2 separate regions of the Zea mays genome follow, and region 1 is linked to region 2. The links are chromatin contacts, called in public Hi-C maps. All regions are on one chromosome and are shown on one strand. The core of a region is the stretch at or near the end of the contact, and the rest is flanking DNA. Distances in the headings are between cores, read along the strand shown. Region 1 holds the start of LOC100283437. Region 2 holds the start of LOC100274302.

The links. Hi-C and Micro-C count contacts between places; a contact is called where the count stands out from the background.
Region 1: a Hi-C map of ear shows a contact between it and region 2, with 1.7 times the contacts expected there. The contact joins the promoter of LOC100283437 here to the promoter of LOC100274302 in region 2. A contact is called at or near these places in 2 of 25 Hi-C or Micro-C datasets (ear and tassel).

Annotation. Positions count from the first base shown.
Region 1 is chr3:213,627,463-213,631,638 of Zm-B73-REFERENCE-NAM-5.0, reverse strand. It overlaps LOC100283437, which reads left to right and starts at 2,243. Exons shown (of 7, transcript NM_001156338.2): 1 at 2,243-2,534; 2 at 3,547-4,012. The coding sequence starts at 2,416. It overlaps LOC103651345 (D-glycerate 3-kinase, chloroplastic-like), which reads left to right. Exons shown (of 12, transcript NM_001326531.1): 9 at 1-70; 10 at 148-264; 11 at 362-412; 12 at 670-931. The coding sequence ends at 807.
Region 2 is chr3:213,053,864-213,058,661 of Zm-B73-REFERENCE-NAM-5.0, reverse strand. It overlaps LOC100274302, which reads right to left and starts at 3,327. Exons shown (of 6, transcript NM_001148665.1): 1 at 2,991-3,327; 2 at 1,905-2,033; 3 at 1,196-1,384. The coding sequence starts at 3,265. LOC103651336 reads left to right here and starts at 4,522. Exons shown (of 1, transcript XM_008676953.4): 1 at 4,522-4,798. The coding sequence starts at 4,731.

The sequences.
Region 1 (4,176 bases), core at 994-3,493, 570 kb before region 2:
TTTCTTTGAAGGATGGATGCTTGGATTTAAACCTCTTCCAAATGAAGTTGTGAAAGCAGTGGATCCCCAGGCAATTATCTGATTCTGTTGTTTTTACCTTACCTGAAGCAATAGTATGACACTATTTAGTAATTTTGTCACCTTCAGCTCGAGGTGGTTAACAACAACCTTGAAGCATACTATGACGCTTGGGACAGGTTCATCGACTCGTGGATCGTTATAAAAATAAGAGAACCTAGTTCTGTCTATCAGTGGAGGCTGCAGGTCATTACTCGAATAATCTGACTAGTGGCAAGTGGTGCTACTGAACTCTGTAACAAACCATGAATTGCACTTTCTGAGTTTAGTATTTGGACTGCAGGCGGAGATAGCTATGAGAGCAGATGGAAAACCTGGAATGTCTGATGAGGAGGTGCGTTCTCTGACAAAACTATTCGCTCCTTAGAGTGACCCCTTCGTTATCCTTGAACATTATTTGTTAAAGTCATGGTAGTGGAAAGAAAAATTACTGATTGACTGGTTACCGATGTTCTTCTTTCAGCAAACCATTTTCATGTCATTTATTTTAAAAAGGAAGCATATATACTCATTTATCCAACAATTAACTTTAGTTTTTTTTCTAGAACAAGTCGATTATCTACAGAAATATAATGCTGGTAGTTCTTTCAGGTTATGGATTTTGTATCACGCTACCTACCAGCATACCACGCATATTTGCCCAAGTTGTACAAAGAGGGACCGAATGGTTCAAAGCCAGACCATCTACTGGTCATCGACATAGACGAAGGGAGGAATCCTAGATCCTAATGAGGGCTCATTTGTTTTGCTCTCAGTTCATGTGAATTGGGTGGAATTGAGTGGGTTTAAATCCTAAACAAGTCAAAATCTTTCATATATTTTTTAATTTCATCTAATCCACATGGGATAGAAATAACCGAACAATGTCTAAGTGTTTTTCATGTACAATGTACATTTTCTGAAATACAGAGTAGGACTTATGACCCCCACAGTGGAGCATGGGCAAATATTAATAGCCTCTCGTTTTCTAGACTTAGTTCAAATATGTCCTAATTATGCAAATTTCATGTATGTTCGATTTCTCCCATATATAGTAATATCTAATCAGAGAAGTGTTCTAGTAGATCTCTTTCTAAGAGCTATATTGATCCTAAAGTAGCTTTGTAGATCTCTTCGTGTCTTAAGTGGGGTGAGCATGATACCCTCGTAATGAATTTTCTAGTGCTACACATAAGTTTCTTGCATGCTTTGACGGAGTCACAATCTCCAAATTGTCTAGGAGGTAACTAGCACCGTAGCACCGTTGTCTTGCAACTCAACCATCTAGTGTCACTTAATACAATCATTTAATGTAACACACTATAAATTGGTGTACCATCTAGTGCCACTCCATACAATCACTCAATGCAACACATTAGAAAACGCTATCGCGGATGTTATCTCTATCAAACGTATATGAGTAGAGGTTTAAAGTTAGGCATAAGACTTGCCGACGAGGTGGCCGAACAGCGGTGGCGGCCTGGCCATAAATTGGCAGCGTTGGTAGCATGTATTGATGTATGTAAGGAGAATGAAGCTGTATGTGGGGATGGATCTGTCTGTTTTTTTTTATAAAAAAAATCAGGCTAGGAGGTGTTTTGGAAATACGTCGTAGCTGGGAGGGGATAAATGCAAAACAGCAGGTCACCACACCACAAGACGGAGATCCAATGGCTACGGACTCTTAGTTTTTTTCCACTTCTGGCCATCGAAATCTGTTGGATACTGTCAACGTCTAGCTTTTCGGTCTATAAAATCAATGTGAACCCAAAATCGATCAAGTAATTGTGGTAATAGAAAATCGTCATTTTCAATATCATAAATTGTGGACTTTTTTATCTTTCTACACACGTAATTTTCATATACTCAGATTATTTTCATAACCAAAATTTTAGAAAAGCTCATCGGGAAAAACTGAATCAAATGTCCATGGACACAAAATACGTTACTATTATAGAAAGCCTAATATGTTAATACTATTACGGAGAAACCATTTAAACGAATTCTATAACAACAAAATAAGGTCATGTTTGAGTTAACACAACTAATAAATTGTTAGTTGGAGCTAACGAACTAATTGTTAGCTAAAGTATTAACTACTAGGCGTTGGAATCTCTGCCGCTAATTTCAGCCGCTATCTATCGGCTCTAGTTTCAAACAGGCCTAACCGAAAGTCCATTTCGTCCCCAAAATTTCGATTTTCGAAACCAAACCAAACCACTCTCCTACTACAGCTCTCGGCCTCCCTCGCGTTCTCTCCATCGAACTGGCGAACTGCTCCTGCTCGTCTCTTCCCACACCACGCATTTTGTCGGGATTCGGGAACCCTATCGCCGGATCTTCGCGGCGGCGGCGGAAATGGCGAATCCCCTCGCGGGGCTGCAGGACCACATCAAGCTTGCGCGGGATTACGCGCTCGAGGGCCTATACGACACCTCCATAATCTTCTTCGACGGCGCCATTGCTCAGATCAACAAGTGAGCTTCCTATAATCCCCTGACCCCGGTTCCCCAGTTGCCGTATTACGCCGTGGATTCGATCGCTATCAGGCCACTACGGCGAATCGGCGATCAGTGGGTGTGAATCGCGACGTCCAGCCCGCCCGGATCTGCGGGTTTGGCCTCACGGCAACGGTTTTCATTTCGACTGCTGCTTTCAGTAGTTTAGCAGTTGTCGTTTTGCTCTGTGGCGCATTTTGCTGAAATGTTGGCTATGTTGTTGGGTCTATCCCTATTTTTAGTTTGCATTTTTTAAGTGAAATGATAAAAATATAATTGATTTGCATCCATATTAGGATAAATGATTGTAACAATTGAGTACTGTTGGTGCGAAGATATTTAAAAGCTAAAAAATGTGTTTTTCCTTGTACTTCATGTTAGTATACGATGGATACACTGTGCATGTTGATCCTCTGATTCATAGAAAATGGATGAACTCTCAGAAAAGTACGGCCGTACAGGCAAATAAGTGAAAAAAGTGTGAAACAGCTTTATGCAGTGTCGTAGACAAGGGAGGCGCCGTTATATATCTATGGGTAAAATAAAAGAGTTAGTTTATAATAAGTTAAAATTTGTTATGTACTTAGCGTAGCGTATGTATGTGTTAATTGTTACTACTAGTGGCCATTGTATATATACATCATTCAATTTATTAGCATTACAACAATAGTTATATATGTGTTGCCCCCCCCCCCCCCCCCCCCCCCCCCCCCCGCCCCTCCCCCAAGGAAAAATTCTGGCTACGCCCCTAGCTGTATGCTTTATTTTAGTCCTGCAAATTTCAAAATAGTGTGTGGTGTGTCTAAAATAGAACAGTGGAATATTGTCGAAGTTACTGTTAGACAGATAATAACTTTGAAGCACTATCCTGAGGGGGGGGGCTCACATTCTTTCTTATTTAATGATAAAATAACTAGGAAAATGAGTTAAAAGCCTAGATAATGTCTTTTCGTTGTGTTCCGTGTTATTAAGGTTAATTTTAACCATACAGGCATCTAACTACTTTGGACGATGCTTTGGTTCGTACGAAATGGATGAACTGCAAGAAAGCAATCTCTGAAGAAGTGGAAAGTGTGAAACAGTTGGATGCTCAATTAAAGTCCCTTAAAGAAGCTCCTGGGACGAGGCGGTCCTCATCACCTCCTATTCGCTCCAATAAATCATTTGTTTTCCAACCGTTGGACGAGTATCCAACATCTTCACCAGCTCCTTTTGATGATCCTGATGTGTGGGCTCCACCAAGGGATACACCGACCCGAAGACCAACAAGAGGTCAATCTAGTGCAAGAAAATCCTCCCAAGATGGAGCCTGGGCACGTGGTTCATCAAGGACTGGAACACCTAGCCGAAGCTCAAAACCTAATGGGAGTAAAGGAGGCTCTGTGGTTAAATCATCAACTGCCTCTAACAGTTCTGTAAGGAAAGGAAAACCAAGTTCAAGCAAGGCTGATTCAGCGGTAATTTCTATCAAATAAATGTTTACATACCTAAATTTTTTTGTTTCAGAAAACATGATGTGTGTTCATTCTAATTTCCATTGTGCACATTAGTATAGGCAAACAACGTGACTCTAATTGAAGTACTAGTAACTTGTTTTTTGTTTTCGGAAGTATACCTATGT
Region 2 (4,798 bases), core at 2,078-4,577:
CGACCGCCAACGCGCCAGGCAGCCCTGGCTTGATTGGCTCCCATGGGAAAAGTACTGCTACAACACGTCTTTCCACTCTGCGCTCTATGCAACCCCGTGTCGGGTTGTCTATGGGCTTCCACCATCAACGATGTTGCCCTATGTGCCCAACTCGGCGCGGACACAAATGGTGGACAACATTCTACAGGACTGGGATGTGTTCCTCGCTTACATCAACGACCGTCTACTTCAAGAACAAGCCTACGCCAAGCGACATTACGATGGGCATCATTGTCCCTTGAAGTTCGTCATTGACGATTAGGTCTGGCTCCGCCTCCTGCACCGACTGGCTCAAACCTTGGTACCAGGAGCTCGGGGCAGGCTAAGTTCATGCTACGTCAAGCCATTTTAGGTGGTGGAACGTATTGGCAACATCGCCTATCACCCGCATCCACGACGTTTTCCATGCAGGTGTCCTGAAGCCATTCCGCAACACGCCACAGACAACTCCACCACCCCTACCACCACTACACACTCTAGCTCATGCCCTACACTTCTAGCTACAGCCTGACATGTGGCATGTCCTCATTCAATGGGAGGGCCTTCAAAGTTACATGGGAATCCGTTGACACCTTGTGCGACCCCTATCCTGCATTCTGGCTCGAGGACGAGTTGTTTATCGAGGGAGAGATGTTACGGTGGGCTACATATGCCAGTGCAGGAACCATAACATGGTTGAGTGAATGCTTGTGCGAGAGGCACACGATCACCACTCACCACACCCACTTACATCGATCATCCTAGTCTTTAGGGTTTCAGTTAGTGGATTTGTTTTTATTAGTCACAAATTGTCACTCTTTGGTTAATGAAAGGTTACGCTCAAGTTAATTAGATCTCTCCCACTCTCTTTGTTACTCATGCAAACCATCCCTAGAGACATCGGGCAACAGCATGCATCCCAACCTTGCCATCGCTAAGGCTATCTCCAGCAGCTTACTCGTCTACATCTCCTATTTCAAACTCCACTCTATAAACAGTACAATGTACAATGGAAAACAGTGCAAAACAGTGTTTTGCACTACCATATGCACGATTTGTTGGCCATAGCCTAAGAACCAAAACTTCAGCCTCCCACCTCATTCAGCTACTACCTGCGTAGTAATCCACGTTCCAACAGGAAGCTAATTAAACATCATTGAGAAAATTTGGGTAGTACCCCTGCTTAGCCAATGCTTGCAAAAGAAGACCATTTCCAGTTCCAACATCAAGAACAGGGTAGTTGGAGAATAAATTTTCATTGACTTCACTTTTGATGTTGTCTTGACCAGATGGAATCTTGCCTTCAATAATGTTACACAAACTTTTCGTCCAAACAGCAACTGTGTCCATTACATCTGCACCAAACCTACAAACAGGAGGTTCTATTAACAACCTAAAATAGAAAATTCCCCTTGCAATCTCAGTATTCTAGGGAAACGCCAAAAGGTAAAGAAAAAGGTCGTAGATCATAATTGCCTAGAAACAAAGAGTCCGCCTTAATAAAATAAGTGAAGGATATACTATTTTGTCATGTGAATTCAGAGTTTAGTGTGCCAAAGATGGGAATTCAAGTATGCCCAGTGACTCAGATGCATTTTCTTGAACATATACATATGCACATTGCACCAAAACAAATTTATTGAACAAACTTAACAAAACAGTAGCTAATAGTAATCATAATGAACAAGAATAATGATACACCATCTCCAAATATTTTACGCTAACCATTCCATACTTGGACAACTCAAAGTTCAAGTAATGTCCCTAGTAATGGCAAAGTTAGCATAAACAACTTGGGCTTCATTGCACCAATGAAAAAAATATGCCACTTTTTTCATAAGTGAATATTTTGATAGTTGATATCAGCAAGGATGTGATGTGGTTACCATATTTCTCCAGTGTGCCCATGTTCCTGAAAATTTGCAAGATCTTCCAAATAAGAAGCATCCCAATAACTTTGAAGACCCAGCATTGATCCTTCAACATCACCAGGATCTTGATCATCCTTATCAGAGCTGCCTCAATAGAAGGGTTATTTAGAACACATTAAAAAAGGATAAATATTTGTTAACTATTTAAATATACATGTAAAAAACATTGAAGGATAGAAATAGGCAGGCAACAGCCAGGTTTCCCATTCCTGCCATCTGCACACGATTACAGATTCAGAGTATGCCAGATCTAGGATTCATCTGACCTCTAACAAGAGATTGTACCATAGGATTACATTATCTGGACTCTGGAGAATTTGGTGTATCTATTAAAGAGACCAGACATATACCACTTAGGTGCTGTTTGGTTGGGTGAAAGGAGCGGTAACGACAGTGGGATGAGTAGCCGGTGTTGTCCGATGCAGAGTAATGATTACCGCCCTTTGTTTGAATCCGATAACGCTGCTATCAATTACGGAGTGCGCTAACCAAACTCCAAGGAACGACATCAGCTGTGAGAGGGAATAGATACGGGTCTAAAATGGTTGAACCAAACAGGTCCTTAGATTAAGTGTGGAGTGGTACACCTCAGCCTCTTGGTCTCAGTCCCCCTTATGATAGTGCTACATGTCAAGTTGACAATCTGGGGGGGGGGGGGGGGGGGGGGTATCTGTTAGTTGAAGAAAAGGTATGTTTTTTTATAATTTTATACTAATAGACTGTACTTGATAAACACGGAACATTAAGAACAATATTACATAAGATCGGGCATGCAACTGTCTTCAATGATACTAATCGACAAGTTGCCAAAAGGCATCCATCATATTCCCTCAATTTCCACAGATTCAATGCTAAACATAACAAAACATTGTGCACAAAACAAAAGGTACTAACAGCAGCCACAAGAGACCACAACCCGAACAAGCTCTCTACGATATCAAGCATTGTCGGATCCCCGCAATTTGCTAGATCTATATCTCGAGGTCAGTAGCATCCAATTCGCACACGGATGAGGCCATTCGGCAGAAAATGGTCTCGTACCAGTAATCGGAGGCGGCGGAGGGGAAGTTGGCGGAGGACGCGGAAGCGGCGAGCACCTCAGCAGCGTCGGCGTAGCGCTGGTCATCGTCGAGCGTGCTCCCGTACTCGCTCCGCACTGACCATGAATCCGCCGCAATGGACCGCTCGTCGTCCGACGCCATTTCCAGACCTCCGCCGCCACCGCCTGCCGCGGCGACGAAGGGTGGGAGCTGGGGGCGGGGTGGCGTGCCAACGGGCATCTCGGGTTCCTCGGGCGTAAGCCTTATTCCGGCCATGGTGGATCGGGTATTTGGGTCGGAGATCGGGACGAGGGCAGCGCGGGGCGGGTTGATGCTGGGAGAGGGTCTCGACTCTCGAGTGTCGACTGTCGAGGTAGACTGCGTTTGTTTGGGTTTTCTGGTAACAAAAGTTACTACGAATTGTCAAACTTGTCATCTTCCTCCGTACGATACTCAGATTTTTTTCTTATAATTAGATTCTCTCCACAACCAGATTATCAGAAAAGCTCGTCAGAAAAAACTAAACCAAACATGGCCCTTTGGCTCAGCTTCTGGCCGTCAAATGCTCGAAGTTGTGTCAAACGGCCACATTCTGACATGGCTTCCGGCGACCGCACATCGAGTAAACACCATCTCGCAACGGCTCTTAAAAATCGACCAAATTTCTGCTTGGGGATAAGCCGCCCTCCGTGCCCGTCACTCCCGTGTCATGTATACGTGATAGGGTTTTACCCACCCGCCCTCTGCCGCAGGCGACGCGCCGACTCCCTCGCCATCACCGATAGGAAGGCACTCTGCTCCCCCTGTTTGCCTCCATCCGCACCCCCTTTCTCATTGCGGGCGTACGCACCCCTTCTGTTGTATGTGATACGCGTTCATTGTCTTTCAAGTCGACGGGAGGCGGCACACTACCGCCAACGAGCCGGAGCTCAAGATGGTGGTTGTGCCGGCAATTATTCCAATCTGAATCCCGAACTCGTAAGTTCTTATGTAGAACCATTTTGATATGTGTCGGTTAAGGTTTTAGGGTTTGCACCATACATCCCTTGTTTGTGGATTCGATTTGATCTGAATGGAGACATCGTGCTTTGCTACACCCCATTATTATTTCATATATTGATTCGTTTCACGTCGTTTGCTTCTAGTTTCCTATCGTAAACTATAAGGTTCTGATTAACATGTACCAGATCTACTGGCGTACTCATTTTGTTTTCGTTCAGATAAATCGTATCCATCACACTGATTCGGTCTCCGTGGTCTTCAACCCGCACCATGTCTTCGAAAAGGTTAATTTTACAGCATCAGGTCTTTGAATTGGTGTGGCAGCGATTGTTTGTTTGGACTGCTATAATGTTATTGGTTTACCATTTGTTGTCGACCTGTGTTTCCTGAGAAATTTGCCATTATGGATGTCCTCATATGCGGCTTCGACGATTTGGAGGCGTAGGCGAGGGATTCTCTATTATGGAAAACTAGGGGACAACCCACACTTTAAAATGGACATGACCACGCTATTACCAGTAGTGAACGACGATTAGGACCGTTGAGACAGCCGCCGTCCCAGCGCCGTGAGTGCTCGCTGCTTTCCCGTCTTGTCCCTTCTCTCCTTCTCCTCGCTTCAGAAACGCACCAGAGAGCTCTCGGACCGGATTGAAGTGCGCCGCCCGTGAGCTCTCGGCCGGCGCTGGGAACTTGAGCAGACTGGGCGAGCACCAGGAAATTTGCGCCGTGGGAGCGGTGGATGGACCTCTGGGAGGCGGCCGTCTGCCACGCCCACAACGAGCTGCTGGCGCTGAGCTCCGCCGCGGC